Regions from separate parts of the Mus musculus genome. Here regions 2 and 3 are each linked to region 1. Evidence: chromatin contacts called from public HiChIP or PLAC-seq data. All regions are on one chromosome and are shown on one strand. Each heading gives the region's core, a stretch centred on a gene start, on an enhancer-like site or on the middle of the called end of the contact. The rest is flanking DNA. Distances are from core to core; before and after follow the strand shown.

Region 1 (2,774 bases), core at 88-2,587:
TGAAGATGGAGTTCCTCCCAGGGATTGCTGGCCAGAGGAGCTCTGAAGAGTCCCTTAGGTTGCAGGCCTGTCTTCCTAATTGAGCACTATGAGATTGCTGTGCTTAAACATATACAGACGGGTAGGACTTGTGTTCAGGATGCACGGCAGTGAGTCTTTTGGTGCATTCAAACAGATCCTTAGTCTACTACTTACTGCGCAGCACTCAGTAGGTGTTTCTCAATAACAGACAAGAGAGCAGAAAATGTCTTCCTAGCTGTCATTTCCGGTGTCTTTAATTTAGATAGGGTGACAGAACCCAAGTGTGAAACCTTCCCAAGAGGGCTGGCAGGGAGGTACTGCATTTTACACAGCCTTCGGCCTATAAAGTTACAAACTAGTTGGCATCTCTCACAACATGGCTGGTTTGGTTCCCTTAACCACAGTGGGTCAGGAGGGCCAGAACTGAAGTTCACACAGTCACTGGGAATTGGGGGGGGGGGGGCAGTGTGACAGGCAGAATGGAGTATCTGCAGTTGTTGAGTTATCAGGTGTGTATCGTGCAGGGTAGCTGGGGTCTTGCAGCTACCACAGCTCTGTGGTGCATGGATTTCAGACACTGCTTTAGCACTGGCTTTTGTCTTCAGCGTCTGCATTGTCTTATGAAACCCAGGCTGCTTTGTAGTTTCAGTTGGACAAGGCACAGTTTCTGAGAGGTCATAGGTCAGCTAATGTTCAAAATCAATATATTTAGTCACATGCTAAACGCAGGCATTAGATGCTTATATAAGGCCTTATTATTTGCTTGTGGGCAGTGCATACAGAGAGACCCAGATTGCTGAGTTTGGCAATTTAGCGAGTAGAGCCCTTTCTGAGCAGACACAAGGATCTGAGCTCAATACCCAGACCCCATGTAACAAGTTGGAGGAGGAGGAGGAGGTGTTGGTGGTGGAGGTGGTGGTGGTGGTGGTGGTGGTGGTGGTGTTCCACACTTAGAGTTCCAGCTGTAGAGAGGTAAAGACTAGTAGGTCCTTGAGCTTCACTGGCTGGCCAGCCTACTTACTTATTAAGCTCCACACCAATAAAAGACTTTATTTTAAAAACAAACAAACCCCCAAAACCACGGTGGTTGGTAATCGAGGAAGGACACTAGAGGCTGATCTCTGGCTTTCACGGCCGCGCACGACACACCTGTGAGGAAGAAAAGCAGGTCCAGGCTTTCCTCTCACATAGTCTGAGCGCGTGGGTCAGGTGGAGACGCTCTGTCATCTGGTGTTTGCTGCAGTAGAGCCCTGCTCAGCTTCAGATCCTGGCGCTGACACGCACCATTGTTTAACTTCGAAAAAGGTTCTCTGCTGCCCTAGACCTTGAAAGGATCTGCATCCGGCGTGTGCCAACAGGAAGCGGTACCTTGTCCTAGGTGGTAGAGGCCTAAAGCAAACAGTGGCTGTAAAGGGCTCAGCAACTCCAGTGCACACGAGTCCTTTGTTCACATTTGGGGCTTTTGTGCTGTTCTCAGAGCCCAGGGAGAGTGAGTGACTTAGTTGGAAGTTCATTGTTAGACATAAGGGTTGAGGTCTCTGTGTGGAATGGTCACCCAGACTGGATGGCACAGCCAGAAGCAACCCTTTAAAATAGGGGCAGAACAAGAACTTGACCTTGTGTGTCACAGAAACAGACAAGTAGTTTTCCTTTCCATTTTCTTTGAAGTTAGAGGGGTGATTTAGACTGATCGAGAAGTGACAGTAACTCAACTCACCCATTCTTGTAATAAACACCTGCTGATCCAGCTAGTTGAACCTCTCTAGGTCTGGTATCCCCTGGTCCACTTCAGGAGCCGTGTTGATGGTTGACTGTCACCTTTGCCTGGTTTATGAGTAAAACTACTAAATAATAATTTGACAAGTTAGAAAGAAGTGGTAGAAATGACTCAGTGGCTAAACATACTTAACTGACCTTGGCCTGGAGTCATATGTGGAAGGGGATTCTGGGAAATGTAGTTCCCTTTAACCAAGCCGATGGATTGCAGCACAAACACACCCCCACACACCCCCACACCCACACCCACAGTGCAGTGAAATACATTTCTGTACTTCATTGTTCTTTTGGGAACTAGAGATAGAATTATTTTCGTTTTAAAAATATCAGAAAAGTAGTTGGTATATCAAAGTAGTTAGCAAATATTTAACTTGATTATTGCTTTCTCTCAGTAGCCTTACCTGCGTTTGAAATGGCACAATAGCTAAAAACAAAACAAAACAAAACAGGACTGTTTTGATCATATCCTGCCTCCTGAAAGCCGTTTTTGTCATTTGACAGTTTGAATCTCATAATGCAGTATTTTCTAAAATTGCCCCATATAGTGCCATCTAGTGGTAGATTTCTGCACAGTAGTTCACATCCCCACCCACTACCCCCAGTTTGTTTGTTTTTTTTAATTAGGTTTTTTTTTTTTTTTTTTTTTTTTCCTGTTCTTGTTCTTCTAATTGTTTCAAGACAGCCTGGCTGTTCTGGAACTCAGAGACCTTCCCACCACTGCCCAGCTCTCACATTTTACTTTCTGATAAATCAGTAAGTTCACTTTTAATCATGCTTCATTTTCTAAATATAGTTAAAGGGACTACATCTAAAACAAATACTTAGAAATGGAAAAAGAATGAGGAAAGAGAAAACAATTGGAGTGGAGTTTTTTCCTCTCCAGGTTTTCTGTGCATCAATACACACACACACCGAGTTGGTTTTTGTCTGTTTACTTGATGATTTGAACATACACATAAAGTCATTTTTGTTTGTTT
Region 2 (2,949 bases), core at 198-2,697, 120 kb after region 1:
TGCCCTTTTGCAGAGCTGTGGTTTACCCCACAAACCCTCTGAGCTGGAGGACTCCTGTTTCCATTGGTCCCTTCCCATTCATTCCTCTTGTCTGCTGTGAGGCCCTGACATGGGAATGATGGGCCTGCTCAATACTTTGGGTGCACTGATTGAACCAACAAGGAGCGTTAATTAAAACTTTATTCGAGTACAAGTACAACCTCTTAGGTGATTTATGTGGGCTCTCCCTGGGACCTGTGGGCAGTCTCTGGAGTCACTTGCGATGGTGAGAGGGTTCTTGCAAGTAACCAGAAAGCATAAATTCCCACCCTAGGGTTTTACTACCCTTTTTTATTTGCAGAGTGGTTGGCCCTGCCGGCCTTCTGGCGACCCCGGCCTGTGGTACTGTAGAGAGTGGTGCTGGAACAGGACCAGGAAGCTCTAAGCCCTGCCTCTCTCCTGACTGCCCACCTCTCCCCACAGGTGGGATTCACAGCCCCGCTGCCTCCAGACTAAGCTCTGAGCACATCCGAGTCACACACACATGATCTTTTTGGTTGTTCCCCCTCTGTGACGTGCTAGAAGCCCTCCAAGGTGCACATAGATCTGGTTGTGTGTGTGAAAGGCCTGCATGCTGATTGGCCTTTCTAGAAAGGCTAAGTCACGGATGCCTGTCCCAGGCCTGGAGTTCAGTTACTGTCCTCTCCCTCTCCAGACCGTTGCCAAGTGACAGATACCAAAATAACTAGAATGTTCTCTTAAGAGATCCAGACCATGAGAGGACAATGCTGGGGAGGCGGGGGGGGGGGGGTGCTGGGACTGGGGAGCCCAGGTAGGGTATTAAGTCCTTCCTTTTTCTCCTCCTCCTCTACATGAAGAAGGAAGGCATCCTTCATCACAGGGGGGGGGAGGGGGAGAAGGGGCCACCCTGGGTCCAAGTTATTGCATAGGAGGCAGCCTCTCGACGGTGGTGAGGAATAGAGGTGGGCTTGAAAAGTTGGCTTCACCCACCTGAATGTTGTGCCCTGAGCCAAAAGGGGTGGAGTCAGACCCAGCCTCTACCTGCTTGCCTCTCCTGGAGGTGACCTCTCATTGGAACTCCCTGTGAGCCTCTATTGTTTCCTGCTTTGGGGGATTTCCTACAGGCCTAGCCCTGCTGTTGCTGCTGCTGCTGCTCAGACTCCTCACCCCAGACCCACTGACTGCCCAGGGATTCTGCTGGGTTTTCAGTAGGAGAGAAGTGTTTGTGTAGTGAGCTTGTATATCCTCTCTGGCATTGGAGCTGATGGAGTTCTGCCCTTTAGTGGGTGGGAGCACCATTCCCTCCAGTTTAGATGGCTCTGGTTTTCCACAGCATTGGCTGTATGAGGCCGCCACCTGGTGGCCAGCACGAAGCAACGTGTAACTCGCTTCGTGCTCTGTGAAGGGATGCTTTAGCAGTGACCTCTGACACACTCACTCTACACACATCGGTCCAGCCTACATACTTAGCATTTCTGCTTTGTCATATACATAATCAGCATTCTCGCCTCTTCGACTTGGGAGTCACTTTCCATGCCCCCTCCTACATTGCTCCAGGCACATGGGCTCTTTCCTGGCTCCCAGGGTTACAGGCTCTCGTCCAGCTCCCGGGAGAGCTGCCAGGCCCCTCTGCCCTACAGTGCTCTCCCTCCCACCTACCTGGCTGATGACCACACCTCTGAAAGTCATCTCAGGTACCACCTCCCCTTGCCCCGGCTTCCCTCTCAGCAGGCCTGGCTCACTTCCCTCAGCATGCCTCAGCTCCTTTTTTGGAAGAAAAAGAAAGAAACAGAAAGCCAAAAGGCTGGAAGGAGAATAGGGAGGGGGGAAACTTGAGAGGATTTAACAACTGTATTATAATCAGATGTTTTTCTTCTCCACAAGCTAACTTGAAAGTAGAGACTGCCTTTTGTCTCTGGGCCCCTATGTAATAGGATCGCCCTGGCATCTGACCATTGCTCACTGGCTATGGGGAGGCATAAAGGGAAGAGGTCTCCTTTGAAGCAAACTTAGGGGGTGCTCATGGCGCTGAGAGACTGGCTGGGAGTGGGGGTGGGTTGCTGAAGCTATCTGAAGAGCTGCACTCCCAAACCTCTTCACCACAGCATTGCACAGGAGGTGTCTATTTTCCCCCCACTACTGGAAGGCTCCTCTGTTTGAAACTTCTCCTTGTTCAAACCCCTTCAGTGACTCTTGAGACCTACCTGTGGTCTCTACCCAGACTTGAAGGCTTAGTAGCAACTGGGTGGTGGTGCGCGCATTTGATTCGCTCTGCAGCAGAAGCACTTGCTGGGGGTTCTGGACGGGTTCAGTTGAACTGCTCTGAGGATAAGGCCTCATGTGGCTCCACCACAGGACCCATCAGTAGAGTTTGGGGCACACAGTAGGGAGACATTCGGGAGAGTGACAACAAAGAAGAGAGTGTCACAAGGCAGCTTATGATTGATGGCTAAGGGAATGTGGTGGCAGTTAAACAAAATACCTATAGAAGGTGCCTATAAAAGATGCCTTTCTCCTATAAAGGGCCTCACTCCAGACCCATCCTGCAGCCTGTCCCCCTCACACAGCTGTCGCACTTCACACCTGGTAAAGGTTTAACCTTCGTAAAAAGATTTTGGACTCCAAGCTTCGGATAGACTGCAGCTGATGGCATGTGTACTTTAGTCCGCCCTTCCCACCCATCTCCCTTCCTCGTCGAACCGGTTCCTTACATTTTTATATAAACAGCCCCAAGGCCACAGTAAAGCCTCCAGCTACTTCCTCTGAGCCTCACTCTCCTCGTTAAGCATGCCACCTTTCTGGGGCTGCCCTCTAACTGTGACCTGCCTCCACGAGGGACCCTGCCCTCTCTCTGTAGCCCAAGCACTTGACACAATGTCTGGCACACACTATGGACATGAAAGGAAAAAAAAAATCCAGGGAAGATCAGTTGATTTGACACCATCAATG
Region 3 (2,972 bases), core at 105-2,604, 130 kb before region 1:
GAGGAGTCTCTTGAAACCTTGCAAGATCCAGTCAGAAGCAGCAGTAGCTGTACAGAGGAAGGTCGCCTCAGCAAATGGAAATGCATCTGATAGCCCTTAAATCGATGGGTGAGATCCACATCTCAGAGAATAATGTTCAATATTTAAGTTCTCTGAGTATAAAGAGAAGGTAAGGGTGAGAGGGAACGGTGTCCTCCTCCTCCTCTTCTTGCTTTTTATCACATTAAAATCTCATTAACTCTCTTTACAAAGGTAAACCCTGGTCCTCATGGTGGATTTGTGGGAAGGGTTTCTGGAGGTGAGCACATGTCCCAGAGCCTGAAAACTTGGAGTGTGTGAACCTGTCATGGTAGATAGAGATGTCTTTCATGTCCTACTTCCAAGCCTTGTCCACCTACTTCTTGTAACAAGCCACCATGGCTGTGGAGATGTACTATCTTCATAGCATAATTCTGGACCAGATGGCCACCACCCTCCACACAGACCTAGATGTCCAGGCTAGCAGACTGCTTACAGAGTTTGCCAACCCACGGGTCTGGGGGACTGCTCACTTTGGCCAGGCCTTCCTGTTGGCAGTACATTAGAGCTGTAACCGGCCTTTTACAGTGGACTCTGGGGCAACAGGACTTCAAGCCTGGGATGCCAGCTCCTCACTGCGTAAAGGGCTCAGTTCTTTACTGGAAAGATCCCAGTTTAATTTGCACGGATACCATAAATGGTTTTATTGTCTTTCCTTTTCCACATGGAGAAAGTAGAGGTTGCAAGAATCAGAATTAGGAAGGAGTCCTGCTCCAAAACGACGCAGAACTAAGATTTGAACCTGTCTGTTTGATACTCCCAAGAGCTATTTCCTGTTTGCTTATTTGTCTGGATTTTTTGTTTGTTTGTTACAAGCATGTGTCACCAAAGCCCAACTCCAAGAGCTTTTAAGAGACAGACAGCTTTTTAGCAGGACTGGAAAACAAAGACTGAATGTTGGTCAAGGAGTGTAGCTCAGTGGTGTGATACTTAGCATGTGTAAGGTCCTGAGTTGGATCTCCAGTCCCCTAAAAGATTGGATATTATTTGGACACTGTGGGTCACATCTGACACTGGACAGTGTGGGAGGGATGGGAAATGATCCTTCATTCAGAGGACGACTTACCAAGGTTGAGAAGTCGACACATATTTGCTGGCTGAAGGACACCATGAAACAGGGTTTGGGGAAAAGGGCTTCAAGAGGACCGGAGGAAGGGTCCACTTAGCTTGCAGGGAACCCAGGGGACACGGGGAGGCAGCTCTGAGCTGTGTCGGGAGCAAGCCCAGGTGCTGGGACGCTGCAGAGAAGGGAGTGTTATACTGCAGGGTTGGAAGGGTTCAAACCAGTTCAGCCGAGTTCAGCTTAGGGCTGGGAGAGTTGAAGGTGAAGGGGGAGGTGCGAGGGGCGGAGCCAGATCACAGAAGCTTCCGCAGAAGCGTCCGAAGTAGAAATGGGGACTTACTGGGAGGCTTTTGAGTAGAGAAGTCAAGGATCCCATTAAATCCTTGATTAAAGCACCCCCCCCCCAAGTATTGCTGAATCCATCCTGACTCCTGAACACAAAGCTCACAAAACAGAAAGATGTAGGAAGTCAGACAAAACCCTGACAAAGACACATAAGTCTGCTTACTTCTGAGGAAAGACAGCCAAGTCCAACCACCTTCCCTCTTCCTCAGCCAGGAATGGCTCCATTCTCCTAACTGGAGGTCATTCACCAAAAAACCAAAAAACAAACAACAACAACAAAAAACAAAACAAAACAAAACAAAACAAAAACCCTAGGGCAACAAATTCAATCCCTCCTCCTCTCAGAGGAAAAAAAAAATTCCAGCTGGGAAATGACAGTCCCTTCCTCTCCTTCCTGTTGGGCGGTCAGCCCAGAGAAGACTGCTACCCTGTTCTCACCTCCTCCTACCAGACGCACTCGCTGGAGTGGGAACAGGATCCTGATGGCTTAATTGAGTTAAAAGGGAAAGTGCGGGTCCTCTAAAAGCCTCCTCGATGGCTTCAATGGCTTCGGAGAGGCACTCAGGGCTCTGAAAAACCTTGTGGTGGTGGCAGAGGCTCAGTCCCTGGGCTAGGGAAAAGCAAAGTGAATTTCCCAAGTGCAGAACTCCCGAGCACTGAGAGTCAGCTGCCCGACCCGGCACAAACGGCTTGTTTACATTCTTCTCTTGGGCTGAAACCCATCTATTTAAACTTTAACCAGAGGCAATTATAAACCCAGGAAAGCCAGACATGGCAGCCTGCACAGGACACAAGTCGGATGCCAGCAGTCTGGCACTGAGTCCGAGGAAGAGAGGAGTATTTTGAGACAGGGGTCCAGGAAGAGCCACAGAGATCTGAAAGTAAGAGGTACTTTACTCTTACTGGTCCTCAGACGCGGCCCAGAGAAAACTGGGGGTGGAGGCAGCAAGGCAGGCTAGAGACAGGATTCCAAAAGCCTATTCACGATGGCCCTGAGCCTGCCATCTTCCTTTTGCCTAGGCTGAGAATGGCCCCGTTCACCTGATTCTGGAGACCAGTCCATCTATTCCCATCTCAAGGTGCTTTGGGTTGGTCCCTGGTTCCTAGGTAGCCATGTTCTTACTGAGCTCTGATTTGGTGAGAGGAGAGGCAGGGTGTGTATGGGGGTGGAGTAGGGTGGGAGCCACTCCGGAGGCCTTTTGGGTAAGGATACTAACCTCATTCATGAGGGCTCTGGCCTCAAGACCTAATAAAGACCCTTGTTTCCTTCCTGGGTCAAAGTGCATTTATTTGCCCAGCGGTTGGCAGCTAGGGGAGATAGTTCTCCTAAAAGGTCAAGCAAAATTTCCTGGCAAAGCTCTTCTGGGAGGGAGCCTTGATGAACAGCCTAGTTAGTGGTCTAGGGTATGCTCAATTTGACGGAGGCCCCACTAATGCCTAGAGGGAACTCATCTGCTGGTTTGATATGGGTGAATCCTATGAGCCT

The links. HiChIP or PLAC-seq counts read pairs in DNA pulled down with a chosen protein or histone mark.
Region 2: a contact with region 1 is called in an H3K27ac HiChIP or PLAC-seq map of heart atrium, with 9 read pairs. The contact joins two enhancer-like sites. A contact is called at or near these places in 13 of 39 promoter capture datasets (3T3-L1-derived adipocytes, the C10 cell line, the HPC-7 cell line and 9 more), 3 of 15 datasets of contacts at CTCF or cohesin (CD8 T cells, embryonic stem cells and stem cell-derived epiblast-like cells), 48 of 484 Hi-C or Micro-C datasets (B cells, CD4 T cells, CD8 T cells and 23 more), 26 of 115 datasets of contacts at active chromatin or transcription factors (CD8 T cells, DN3 thymocytes, the HPC-7 cell line and 19 more) and 1 of 9 other capture datasets (adipose tissue).
Region 3: an HNF4G HiChIP or PLAC-seq map of pancreatic cancer cells shows a contact between it and region 1. The contact joins two enhancer-like sites. A contact is called at or near these places in 1 of 15 datasets of contacts at CTCF or cohesin (CD8 T cells), 20 of 484 Hi-C or Micro-C datasets (CD4 T cells, the HL-1 cell line, the N1E-115 cell line and 11 more), 11 of 115 datasets of contacts at active chromatin or transcription factors (CD8 T cells, bone marrow-derived macrophages, cardiomyocytes and 6 more) and 1 of 9 other capture datasets (adipose tissue).

What each region holds. Positions count from the first base shown.
Region 1 is chr6:31,190,349-31,193,122 of GRCm38.p6, reverse strand. The region is part of intron 1 of Lncpint (long non-protein coding RNA, Trp53 induced transcript); the gene reads left to right. Among named protein-coding and RNA genes, the nearest start is that of Lncpint, 27 kb to the left of the region's middle. Within about 2 kb of position 1,337, at least 71 of the 459 cell types and tissues checked have an H3K27ac peak or open chromatin away from gene starts, as enhancers often do. A contact at or near this core is called in CD8 T cells, Th1 cells, Th17 cells and 10 more, where this site is marked.
Region 2 is chr6:31,074,344-31,077,292 of GRCm38.p6, reverse strand. No RefSeq gene overlaps it. Among named protein-coding and RNA genes, the nearest start is that of Mir29b-1, 13 kb to the right of the region's middle. Within about 2 kb of position 1,447, at least 145 of the 459 cell types and tissues checked have an H3K27ac peak or open chromatin away from gene starts, as enhancers often do. A contact at or near this core is called in CD8 T cells, Th1 cells, Th17 cells and 8 more, where this site is marked.
Region 3 is chr6:31,317,088-31,320,059 of GRCm38.p6, reverse strand. The region is part of intron 2 of 2210408F21Rik (RIKEN cDNA 2210408F21 gene); the gene reads right to left. Among named protein-coding and RNA genes, the nearest start is that of Gm38782, 75 kb to the right of the region's middle. Within about 2 kb of position 1,354, at least 144 of the 459 cell types and tissues checked have an H3K27ac peak or open chromatin away from gene starts, as enhancers often do. A contact at or near this core is called in CD8 T cells, Th1 cells, adipose tissue and 5 more, where this site is marked.